Linked DNA regions of Mus musculus: all the other regions are linked to region 3. A link is a contact called in public promoter capture Hi-C data. All regions are on one chromosome and are shown on one strand. Each heading gives the region's core, a stretch centred on a gene start, on an enhancer-like site or on the middle of the called end of the contact. The rest is flanking DNA. Distances are from core to core; before and after follow the strand shown.

Region 1 (3,506 bases), core at 594-3,093, 250 kb after region 3:
CTCTAAGGAATATAGTGAAAAATGAGTTCAGAGAATAGATTAGCATTGTTGCCTTGGTGGGAGGGAAGAAAGTTCTATTTAACTTGTTGGGGAGAAAAACTGTGGGTATATGTATACATCTGACAAATCCAGGAGGATTAGGATGGAGGCTTGCTTAAGAGAGGGAAAAACCTAAGACAGTGTACTGCCAGAATCCTAGTTTGCTCAACAACAAGAGATTCAAGACATCCTAGAGGTGTGGGTCTTACTGGGGGAGGTTTAAGAAGTGATTTAGAAACTTGTAAACGGCCATTCTGATTGTTTTCGTTTTCCGCTTTGGATTTGTATTAACAGTAGTCGAAGTGTTGTATACTGGCTCTCCACCCTCACAGTTTCTACTTTTATCAGTTGTGATTTGTAAGCAAGGTGGCACAAGATTCTGGTTTCCTGCATTAGAGGGAAGGGCAACCCTGAGACAAAGTTTCTCCTCAGGTTCCTTCAAATGCAACCAAACAGAAGGATGTGGTATGGAGATAGAGTGTGTGGAGGAGGGCTTGTTTTCACTTGAGATGCTGCACTGTTGCCCTGGTTTTGCTAAGTTATGTGAGACACCTACCAACTTCATATATATTTTTATTAGATGTCGACAAGGATGGCACATCTGTGTACGGAGACCCCAAGTGCACAGGTGACTTCATTTCTACATAACTGCTTTCTGGAAGCTTGCAGGTGAGGATGGGTGGGTCCTTAATTGTGGCGTAAGGGTTTTCACTGCTGTTCAAGGAGCAAGTGCTAGAACTGCACACAGATTCTTTCATGTAATCTGCAAGGCAAGAGAGATTTCTTAGGACAAGCAAGGACATAGGATTCATTTAAATACCAGAAATAGACATCAGTTAACTTTGTGTGCTTTCAGGATCCTGGGGCTGGAGAAGACAGTCATACTAAAAGATTAAATCTTATTAAATATCTTAAGGTATGCTTTTTCAGGCATTCTTTTCTCAAAAAACATGTTTTTGGAGGACAAGAAAATGGCTGGTTATTGTCATTAGATAATAGCTCAGGATATTCACAGTGTATTTTTACATGTATCACTGACTTATACAAATGCTCTCTGGCCTCATAGGGGGTGGAAGCCCAGACAGGTACAGTAACTTGGCTAGGGTGCTAAGCACTGCAGAGCCAAAACTTAAATCTATGCTCTGGGACGTCTTTGCCCCATATTTTCTGTACTATCATTCTTCCAAGTCCTGGCGACTAGAGGCTTTGATTCAGAAGCAGCAGCGTCTATGTCTTTCAGTGTGAATGTCAACAGTTTAGCAGCCTTAAGCAAATAGCAGCATCCCTGCCTTCCAGGAGCTCATGCTTCCAGTGGGCTAACTGAAGTAACAGCTGTAAAAAGTCCCAGTCTCAGGTTGGCCCTTGAAATGTAGTTTTGTCTCAGCTCATCTCACCCAGTCCAGTGAGTGCAGAGTGATGTCAACATGAGATGAAGTGATGGTCCCTTAGTGACTTGGAGTCACAGAGAAGAAGGGAGTCCCTCCTTCAATTGCTACTCTCCTTCCCTTTGAGGGTAATGATTTGTCTACGAATTCTAGGACTTGACTGGAAAAAACAATAAATGAATCTAACAGTTGTGACCCTTAGCTGTGAGGCAAGGTGTCTGGAAATAACCTGAATGGCTGGAGCTTGACAGTCAAGTGTGACCTAAGAGCCCTCTCACCTCTAAATGTCTGTGAAAGTCAGTTGGTGAAATTCTTAGGGAATCTTCTAGACAACCACCACAGTTTACACTTCATGCTATTGTTACTAAGCTCCCAGCCCCACCTTGTGACTTTACTGTGAATGTTAAACAGTGAAAGTCATATGACGCAAGGGGAACTGGCTGTGCAATTGGCTGAAGTAACTGTGATGTGTGCCACCCCGAGTGTCTGTTCTACAGCAGGCCAGATGAAGAGCAGTTCTGAAAAGTAGGGAGCTCCTGTTCGAGCAGGCAACAGCTCCTTGGTTTTGTGTAGAAGTGCATTCAACTGTTTTCTGCGAGTTCAGAAAGCTGTGGCACAGGTAGATCAGTCACTTTCCCCTTTCTCCCTACTCAGTGCTTATGAAGAAATTGAAACTTAGAGTGGGAAAGTAAACTCCTCAGGGTCCCACTGCCTCTCAGTAACAAAGTATCGTCCCAGTTGAGCTAACATGTTGGAAGAGAGGTTGGCTTCAGTCTGGTTGGTATAAGGCTGACCTTTGTAGCACCTGACTCAGGAAAAAGCATTCTTGCTAGATAACAAACATTCTCAGCCAGTTCTAGCTAGGACTGAAAGGTAGGTAAATAGGTTCTACTTCTGCTGGTAGATGCCTGCCTACATAGAAGAAGGTGCCCTGGGTCCTGCATTGTGACTTGCCTCAAACCATCTACCTTAGTTTGCCTCTCAGTTCTTCCTTAGTACAGGGGAGTGATATAAGCCTGAGAGCCTCCCAGTCAGTTCCAGTATGGTTGATCTAAACTCATCAGGCAGTGAGAGAGGCTCAAGGCTTGATTGCATACCTTGTGGAATTGAGGGATAGCTTATTTTGTGTAGCACTGGAATGAGTGACCTTCATTCCAGTTAGGTTATTTGAAGCATAGGTGCTGGGTGTGATTTGGGAGGCATAATTTGGTAGGCAAAGGCTAGCAAATATCTTAGTTTAAGGCCAGCTAGGATCACAGCCAGGCTAGCCAGGACTTTATTTATAGTGAGAGACATTGTCTCAAACCAAACAGAAAGAAACTTAGTACTTTGGGAAGCTGGGGGTGAGGCCCTGGGTAGGACAGGACTGCTATTACTGTCTAGAAATGAGGAAACCAAAGCTATTTGTTAGTCTAATGCTCAGTGCTTAGGACTCAACCACTATCTTATCTGAAAATCAAGATTCCCCCCACCCCCCCTAGGAGATCTAGTTACCTAAGCTCTTTATGGCTGCTTCAGTTTATCCTTCTTAGCAATACCAAGGCCTGCTGAGAGGAAAGGCTATGCTTCCAGCTTAATGACTGACTGACTTAGAGCCTTAGAGCCTCACCCAGCTGTATTTTCACTGGAAAGGGAAACAGTGGGATTCTCCATATATTTGAATAACTTTTAAATGTTAGCCTGTATCCATTTTTGTGTATTCCTTTTCCTGAGCTAAATGGGAGCTGGAGTAGGGAACTGTGCTCAGGGCCAAGGGTCTTCTCAAGGTTTGCAGGCCAAGACAGGATGGAAAACTCCATGGAGAGTGGTGGTTGCTGGATTATCCCATCTTTCCTGAGAACTGGAGGAGATGGGGCAAGGCAAGCTGGGAAACTCAGCTTCAGGAAGCCAAGCTTTTCTCTGGTTGAGTCATCCACCTGCCTGCTATGAGGGCAGGGTGTGGGGAAAAATAACCAGCTGGGCTAGAATACTTCCTCATCCTTTCACAGACACGCCCACTCCAGTGCCTTCCTGTCTGGGCACTGTGCAAAGAAAGGGGAAGCCTGCAGTGCTCCAAGTGCCCCTGCATTTACTCTCCTTATT
Region 2 (3,451 bases), core at 894-3,393, 210 kb after region 3:
TACTGTTATTGTAGAGAGAATGTAGACTTATTAAGGGAAAGTAAAAAAGAAAGTAAGAAAGAGAAAGTAAGAATGCTTCCTCCTTTAAAAAATTTAAAACTATATCTTTATTTAATGTGTGTATATGTTGTGGAAGTCAGAGGGCAACAATTAGGAGTCAGGTCTCTCCTCCTTTGTAGGTCTCTAGAATTGAACTCAGCCCTTCAGGCCTGGTGGCAGGTGCCTTTACCTGCTGAGCTATCAGGAACAGGCACATACCACCTCTGAGACAGGATCTCCACAGACAGGCCTAGAACTTGCAATCTTTCTGCCTCTACTTCATGAGTGCTGGGACCACAGGTGCTGCCATCCCCAGCTGTAGGGATGGCCTTTCTTGTGCTATGTTTTTCCTGTTTTGTAACCCTGGCTGGCCTTGAACTCACAGAGGCATTTACCTCTTCCTCCCAAGTAGGATTTAAAGCATGTGTAACCACACCTGGCCTAGTGACAGCCTTTAAAACATGACATGTATCAGAGAGAGTGTTAAAACAGCAATGAACTATCCTTAAGGACGAAGCCTTGATGGTTAAGTGTGGCCACCCTTTTCCCCATCTCATAAACAAGGCTAGAGCTTTGCTTACAGGAAAAACACCCCAGGTTCCCCTGCAACCTTTCTTTGTGACCTTGGATGTTACCCCATCAGTTAAGTTTCTACTCACCAAGTAGGAGCCGCCCTGTGATCTTGGATTCCTCAGAAACTCTAGTCCTCTCTGAGGCACTCCCAGACATGTTCTTGGCCACACCTTTCTTTCTGAGACCCTCACTTCCTCTTAAGTATATAGCTTAGAATCTATATTAAAAATCTCTTCTAATAAAGTCTGATTGTCTCACATATTGGTTCATCCTGAAATGTTTTGCTGCAGCAAAGTCAAGAATCAGTTTTTCTCCGAATCCAGGTCCCTAATAGATAAGGGAACTCCTCAGACTTGCTGGTGGCTGTCTGGAAGAACATCTCGTCCCTGCTGACAATCCTCCTTCCAACTTTGGAAAGACCTTAAGGACAACCCTGAGCTTATTCAGATAATAAAAAAATAACATCTCTGCTTAAGGTCAGTTGATTAGCAATTTGAATTCCATCTGTAGGCTGAATGACAAACATCTGTTTCCCAGGAATTATTAGATGACTATGCCTCTGTGTGGACGGAGGTGGAGGTGGGAAGGGGCAGAGGAGGACAGCAGGGCCAGCCTGAGCTATATTCTGGGGTACAGAGGGGGAGTGAAACCACCTCAAACAACAAGAACAAAATTATTAGGAGATGCTGTGGCAAATTTCTTGAGTCTTAACACTGATATTTGCTAACATGGGAATTGCCATTCTTCTTGTGTTAAAATTTATTTAATCGGGCTTAGCTCGAAGGCCAGAAAATAGGACTCAAGATCTTGAATCTTTATGAGAAAGGGTGGGCGAAGTTCTCTTAATGACATCTGGAGATAGTGCAATAGATTTGTGGAGAGATTGAGTGGGTGAGGAGTGCCTATCCTTAACTGAAGCTGAGGGTATAAAATTCCAGCAAAAGGAATCAAGTAACAAACTTTCTCCAAGGCTAAGAAAAACCAAAGAGTTCAATAGGTCTCCATGAAGATCAGATACTACTGAATTGACAAGATTGATTAGTGTAGTCTTCATAGGTAAAGGCTACCTGTGGTTCAATCCAAGAGCAGATATAACAAGGTTATTCTATTATTCAATATGAGCTAAAGAATACAATCAATATGAGTTAAAAGTATGAAGAAAAGGGAGCAGGTTCCACCGAGATTTGAACTCGGATCGCTGGATTCAGAGTCCAGAGTGCTAACCATTACACCATGGAACCAGCACGGAGGCAGCAGTGCCTTCGGGTCTCTAATGCTGACAAAACTCCGCCCCCAACCGGAAGCCAGATACTAAAAGATTTACACTTCGCTTCTCTGAATGATTGGGGAGAAGAACAAGCCAAAGGCTCCAAGGACCATTTTAGGATTGTTTTTCCTGTATGCCTTCCCAAAGCCGGGTGAGAATGTGGTGTCCACTCCTGCGCATTCCACCCTGCCTAGCTTATGGGCGGGGTGCCATCTCTCCGGAAGTACTTTCTGCGAGGGGCTGGGGCCTTCCGGAAGTGACGCATACAGGGCGGGGCTCGTCACCGGGTCCGGCAGCTGAAGCTCCTCGCTCGCTCGGGTTACCCCTGCAGCGACGCCCCCTGGTCCCGCCGCCGTTGCCACCGCCGCTCCCGCCCCTCAGCTCCTCGGCCGCGCCATGGGCACCCGCGACGACGAGTACGACTACCTCTTTAAAGGTGAGGCCGTGGGCCAGCGAGAGCCCATTTGGGGCCCGAGACACTCCCGGGGGACCCGCGCAGGGCCAGCCCTGCCCTGGTCGGAGTCCGCCTCGGCGCTTCCTTCCTGCCGCCCCGTCGGGGGTCCCGCCGCTCGTCCGGGTTCCCGCGCCCTTGGGAGGCCTGACGAGCCGCGGCGCCCCTCTCTGTATGTCCTCCCCGATGGCTGCGTCCCTCACGGCCGTGCAGTTCCTTCCCTGGGCGTCTCGAGCCCCTCCTCTTGGATGCTGCTGCTCGTCTCACGTCCCCCCTCTGACAGGCCCCTGCCTGGGCTGAGCACCCATATCGGGACACCCACTGGCTCGGGGGGCGGGGGTGTTGCTTTTTCTCTTTTCTGTTCGTTTCCCTTTTCTTCCCTTCCCTCCTCGTGAGCCTTTTCCTGGGCTTCGGCCAGATTCGCCCGTCCCCGGGCCCCCACCCCCATCCCCGCAGACCTCGAGGTCAGTACCCGCGGACTGTCCCCTCCCTCCCCACAGACGGGCAACTAATGTTTAGCACTCCGGAGCGACCTGGCTGGTGGGAGGGAGAGAAGGGGAGGGCAAGAGGGGCTGTCCATCACTCCTGGCGTTCATGCACTTGTCGCAGTGTCCAGGCAAGCAGATGACTTCCCACCTCGCGTTTTTCTTTTTTTTTTTTTTTCCCCCCCTTTTCATCTCTGTCCCTGCCTAGCTACAACCAGACCGGGATAACTCCTTTTACTTGGCTTTCGAGAAGGGGCTGCGGATGGGTGGTGGCTGTTATCCCTGCCAGACCTGAAGGCCCAGTTCCCGAACAGGAAAGGTTGTGCGCTGCACAAATACTAGCGAGCTTATCACTGTGGACTGGTTGCTTCCTGCTGCAATACTGGGAGGATCCGACAGGAAGGGAAGAACCCTGGTTGGTCACATACCTTTCCCAAACAGTGAGAGAGGGTTATAGTGCTAGCGTGCCCTTTTAGTGAAATCAAGAATTTATTACAGGATGGGGGGAAATGTGGAGCCGGTGGACAGAACAGGGAAGAATGTAAATAGAGACTTGCTTATGGGTTGAGTCCGCGAAGAAGCTGAAGTGAAAGGATACAGTTCTCAGTGACGAGAGAGTACAGTGAACGCTTTTTT
Region 3 (3,487 bases), core at 532-3,031:
GCTTAATTCTCAGGACAACCCTGTCAACCCGGTAGTGTCAATATCTCCCTCCTCCTACAGACCAGAGTGCTACTTACTTATATCTCTGCTCAGAGAAGTCAGTCCGGGCTCTCAGGACTACTGCACACGATGCTTGCATTCCTAGGCGAACTGCAAACTCTCCTACATTCCACTGGTGCTTCAATTTCATGAGGAAAGGACAAAGGAACTAGAGTCATTTCTATCAAGTAAAATGTAGGTTAGATACTAGCAAGAGGTGGTTAACATTATTAAGGATACGAGAGAAAGGGATCTTTCTTCTTCTCTGAATGCTCTGCACTACGTAAATAACACTTTAAAACAGAAATAAAGAGAACTCGCATTGTCAGTTGTGTTGTTCCCTTCTCCGTCTCTGGGGGCCAGACAGAATGTTGAAGAAAGGAAAAGAAAATGAACCTGGTTCTGCTGGAGACAGCATAAAAGCAAAACCGGGTGTCACTGCGGGACAGAGGTCTATCTCGCTCTTCCACCAGCTATGGTGCCCCTGCAGGGTTTGGCAGAGGAAGCAAATTACCTGTCCTTTTTCTAGGATACTCGGGATGACATGGGGCAGACTCGAGGCTGGGAGAGATTACCTGCTATGTCAGATTAAAGCAGCAGCCACTCATGTACATGTGGGATACAAGGAAAGGAGGGGCAGGCAGCTTGTAAGCACTAGACAGAGTTAGAGGAGCAGGCACACACCTGTTCTCTCAGTGTCTCAGATTCATCTGACTCTGTCTAGTGCTTGACATAGCTGCAGGGCACAGGACCCAAACTGCCACAGTGATCAGTGATGTATTTATAAAAAGATAAAGAGAGGAGGGAATATATTTAGTGGAGGCGTAGTCAGGTGTGAGGGAAGGGGGTGCCTTGGTAGGGACCAGCCACACGGCATTGGTTTAGTAACAGAATAGAGTTTATTCAGGGCATGGGGAGGGGGATTAAGAAGGTAGTAGAGGTGGAGAAAGGGAGGGGGAAGGGAAAGGGAGAGGGAAAGGAAGAGAGAAGATGAATAGATAAGTAGAGACCAGCCATGAGCACGTGGGGTGGAGAGGGGGGAGAGGGGGACAGAGCGTGAGCAGGGAGGCAAGAGCAAGAGAGAGCAGAGGGGGCAAGCAGCTCCTTTTATAGTGAGTCAGGCATACCTGGCTGTTGCCAGGTAACTGTGGGGCGGAGCTTAGACAAAATGCTAACAAGGCTAGAGCTTCGAGAGGCTCAGGAGCCAGCATCTTCAGTATCTTGTGATGTCCCAGCGTGATTCCCTAAGGGTTTTCTTTTGGCTTAATAAAACACATTCCAAAATGCTTTCACATTTGCTGAATATTTTCCTCCCGGGCCCTCAGTTTCAACTTGATTTTCATACTCACCCTACATCTAGGTGGAACGGGTGTTACTGTCTCCACATTTACACTTATGGTTAGACTCCCACGGTAGCTAGTGGAGCCTGGTGCTGATGTCTTTTGATCGCTTAAGCCCCACGTACTTTCTCTTGGTTTCTCAGAGCTTTCTGCTTCTGTCTATGTCTTTCCTCCCGTCTAAGCATGGAAGCCCTAAATGGCCTACAATTCCTATAGCTTAGTTGCAAATTTGAGAAGTTCCCCCACTGACTCTGGTGGAGGTGGTCTATTCTGTGTCCCTGGTGAAAAGTCTACCCCCTCGGGTTTGTTATGGGGCCCAGAACTTGTACAATGCCCCGTAAGCTTCTTAGAGGAGGCGGGTATTAGGCAGGATTGGATCTGCGTCCCCTGACATGCCCTTCATACCCTTGAATTAGGATTCCTAAGGGAGCCGGCAGGAGGAGAATGGGGTGTTCCTTGTGGTTCCACTTCACACCTACTCTTCGAGACCCCGGATTCTGACAAGTTTCCCGAACTTGGAAGACCCAGATGTCAAGGTCTGAAGGTAAATGATGTGTTTAGGCAGGATGGTTCAGCCAGGCTCAGCTCTCCTCCCCTCTCGCAGGGGAAGGAGAGAGACCCTCTAGAATTCCTGTAGGAGGTGCACGTGGGCTGCATTCCACCAGGGGCAGGGTGCTGGGAGAAGATGGGAGAGGCCAGGGTAACCAAGGGCAAAGGAGGAAGCTCACTTATTCCCACTCCTTTGATGATTCTGCTCTGATATTCTAGGCCGGCACATTGGCGCTCCCAGTTAGTGTGGTTTACAGAAAGCCTGGGAGACTCGCTGGAGGCTCGTGTCTGGATCCCTTGGAGCTGTGTGAAGTTAAAGGAAGCACACCTGTTCTCCTCTCAGGGACTCCGTGCCTCTCCCGGGAGTTACTGGAGAGATCTATGTGTTACTCGGCCCGTTCCTGAGATATGACTATCCTATGAAAAGCCAGGCATCTTTAAATAATTGTTGTATAATATCTTTAGATATGGAGATTTAATGGATATTTGCCAAATCTGGGCCTCAAGGCTCTTTATAAAACAAGGGTTCTTTGAGGGTCTTTCCTCCCGCATCTATAAAACTAAATCCCAGTGACTCTGAGTCTGTCTAATGCTTTTTCATTGACTTTATGTGTGTTTAGTCTTTCAGAATTCTTGTAACTCAATGTCATTACTACTTATATGGGTAATATTCATACAAATAAATCAAATTTAAATGTGCTGGGATATAGTCTAATTGGTACAGTGCTCACCCAGCATACACAAAATTCTGGGTTCAATTCCCAGACATTGCACAAAGTCGACATGGTGGCACGAGCTTATCCCAACACTTGGGAGATGAAGGCAGGAGGATGAAAGGTTCTAGGTCATCCTTGCCTGCACACTGTGTTCAAAGCCAGCCTGTGCTACCTGAAACCCTGCCTCGAAATTTACATTTAGATTATTACAGCATACACATGGTAAAACAATCTAGTCAAATGTACAGTGAAAATGAAGCCTCCCTGACCAGTGCTCCTCAGTTTCCCTGCCCCAGACATCCTTCCAGAGTTTGGTTTTGCATAACCAACAACACCCATGCCATGGTGGAGGCAGTAAGGTTAGCCTGCTCGGACGACACAGCTGGTAGGCAGTAGAGCTGAGAGTCCTGGCCTTTGGCTCCATTTCTCATTTTCCTTCTACCGACCCATACCATTCAATAAGAAGTCCTGTGTCCTCTCTGGATGAGACAGGACAAGAATTTCAAAAGAGTCTAAAACAAACCCCAGCTTCCAACAGCAAAAACTAGCTCACATGAGCAGGCAGAGTCTCACTTAGCTAATGTCCTCAGAGACACCATCCACTGCTTTCTCTTGCTATCTATACTTTAAAAACATGCCTCTCCAGCTCCTTGTTGCCTTTGAGAAGCTGAGATTTGTGACCTGGACCTAAGGTATGGATTACTGAGCTCCCAGCAACCTTGGCTTGGGCCTGAGGGCTGCAGGGAGAACCAGGAAAGACTTGGAGAATCCACAAAGCCTCCAGGACTCACTCAGAAACTTGGACTGCTGGCATGTCCACAGAATAGTCTCCTGAGAGCAGGC

The links. Promoter capture Hi-C pulls out the DNA fragments that hold promoters and counts their contacts. Capture Hi-C pulls out chosen DNA fragments and counts their contacts.
Region 1: a contact with region 3 is called in a promoter capture Hi-C map of the HPC-7 cell line. The contact joins the enhancer-like site here to the promoter of Slc24a1 in region 3. A contact is called at or near these places in 10 of 39 promoter capture datasets (the C10 cell line, the HPC-7 cell line, cranial neural crest and 5 more), 3 of 15 datasets of contacts at CTCF or cohesin (the NIH/3T3 cell line, embryonic stem cells and large pre-B cells), 4 of 484 Hi-C or Micro-C datasets (the N1E-115 cell line, bone marrow-derived macrophages, growing oocytes and 1 more), 7 of 115 datasets of contacts at active chromatin or transcription factors (embryonic stem cells, large pre-B cells, oligodendrocyte precursor cells and 1 more) and 3 of 9 other capture datasets (adipose tissue, embryonic stem cells and liver).
Region 2: a contact with region 3 is called in a promoter capture Hi-C map of pancreatic islet. The contact joins the promoter of Rab11a here to the promoter of Slc24a1 in region 3. A contact is called at or near these places in 16 of 39 promoter capture datasets (the C10 cell line, the HPC-7 cell line, cranial neural crest and 10 more), 2 of 15 datasets of contacts at CTCF or cohesin (large pre-B cells and pro-B cells), 9 of 484 Hi-C or Micro-C datasets (CD8 T cells, the G1E-ER4 cell line, the N1E-115 cell line and 4 more), 29 of 115 datasets of contacts at active chromatin or transcription factors (the 230-238 cell line, the HPC-7 cell line, the SCID.adh cell line and 20 more) and 5 of 9 other capture datasets (adipose tissue, embryonic stem cells, liver and 2 more).

What each region holds. Positions count from the first base shown.
Region 1 is chr9:64,703,023-64,706,528 of GRCm38.p6, reverse strand. It overlaps Megf11 (multiple EGF-like-domains 11), which reads right to left. Exons shown (of 25, transcript NM_001134399.1): 24 at 596-802; 25 at 1-2. Among named protein-coding and RNA genes, the nearest start is that of Gm36311, 19 kb to the right of the region's middle. Within about 2 kb of position 1,843, at least 145 of the 459 cell types and tissues checked have an H3K27ac peak or open chromatin away from gene starts, as enhancers often do. A contact at or near this core is called in the HPC-7 cell line, adipose tissue, bone marrow-derived macrophages and 1 more, where this site is marked.
Region 2 is chr9:64,736,448-64,739,898 of GRCm38.p6, reverse strand. It overlaps Rab11a (RAB11A, member RAS oncogene family), which reads left to right and starts at 2,143. Exons shown (of 5, transcript NM_017382.5): 1 at 2,143-2,315. The coding sequence starts at 2,276. It overlaps n-TQctg9 (a tRNA gene), which reads right to left and starts at 1,853; the gene lies at 1,782-1,853.
Region 3 is chr9:64,949,914-64,953,400 of GRCm38.p6, reverse strand. Slc24a1 (solute carrier family 24 (sodium/potassium/calcium exchanger), member 1) reads left to right here and starts at 1,781. Exons shown (of 10, transcript NM_144813.2): 1 at 1,781-1,923.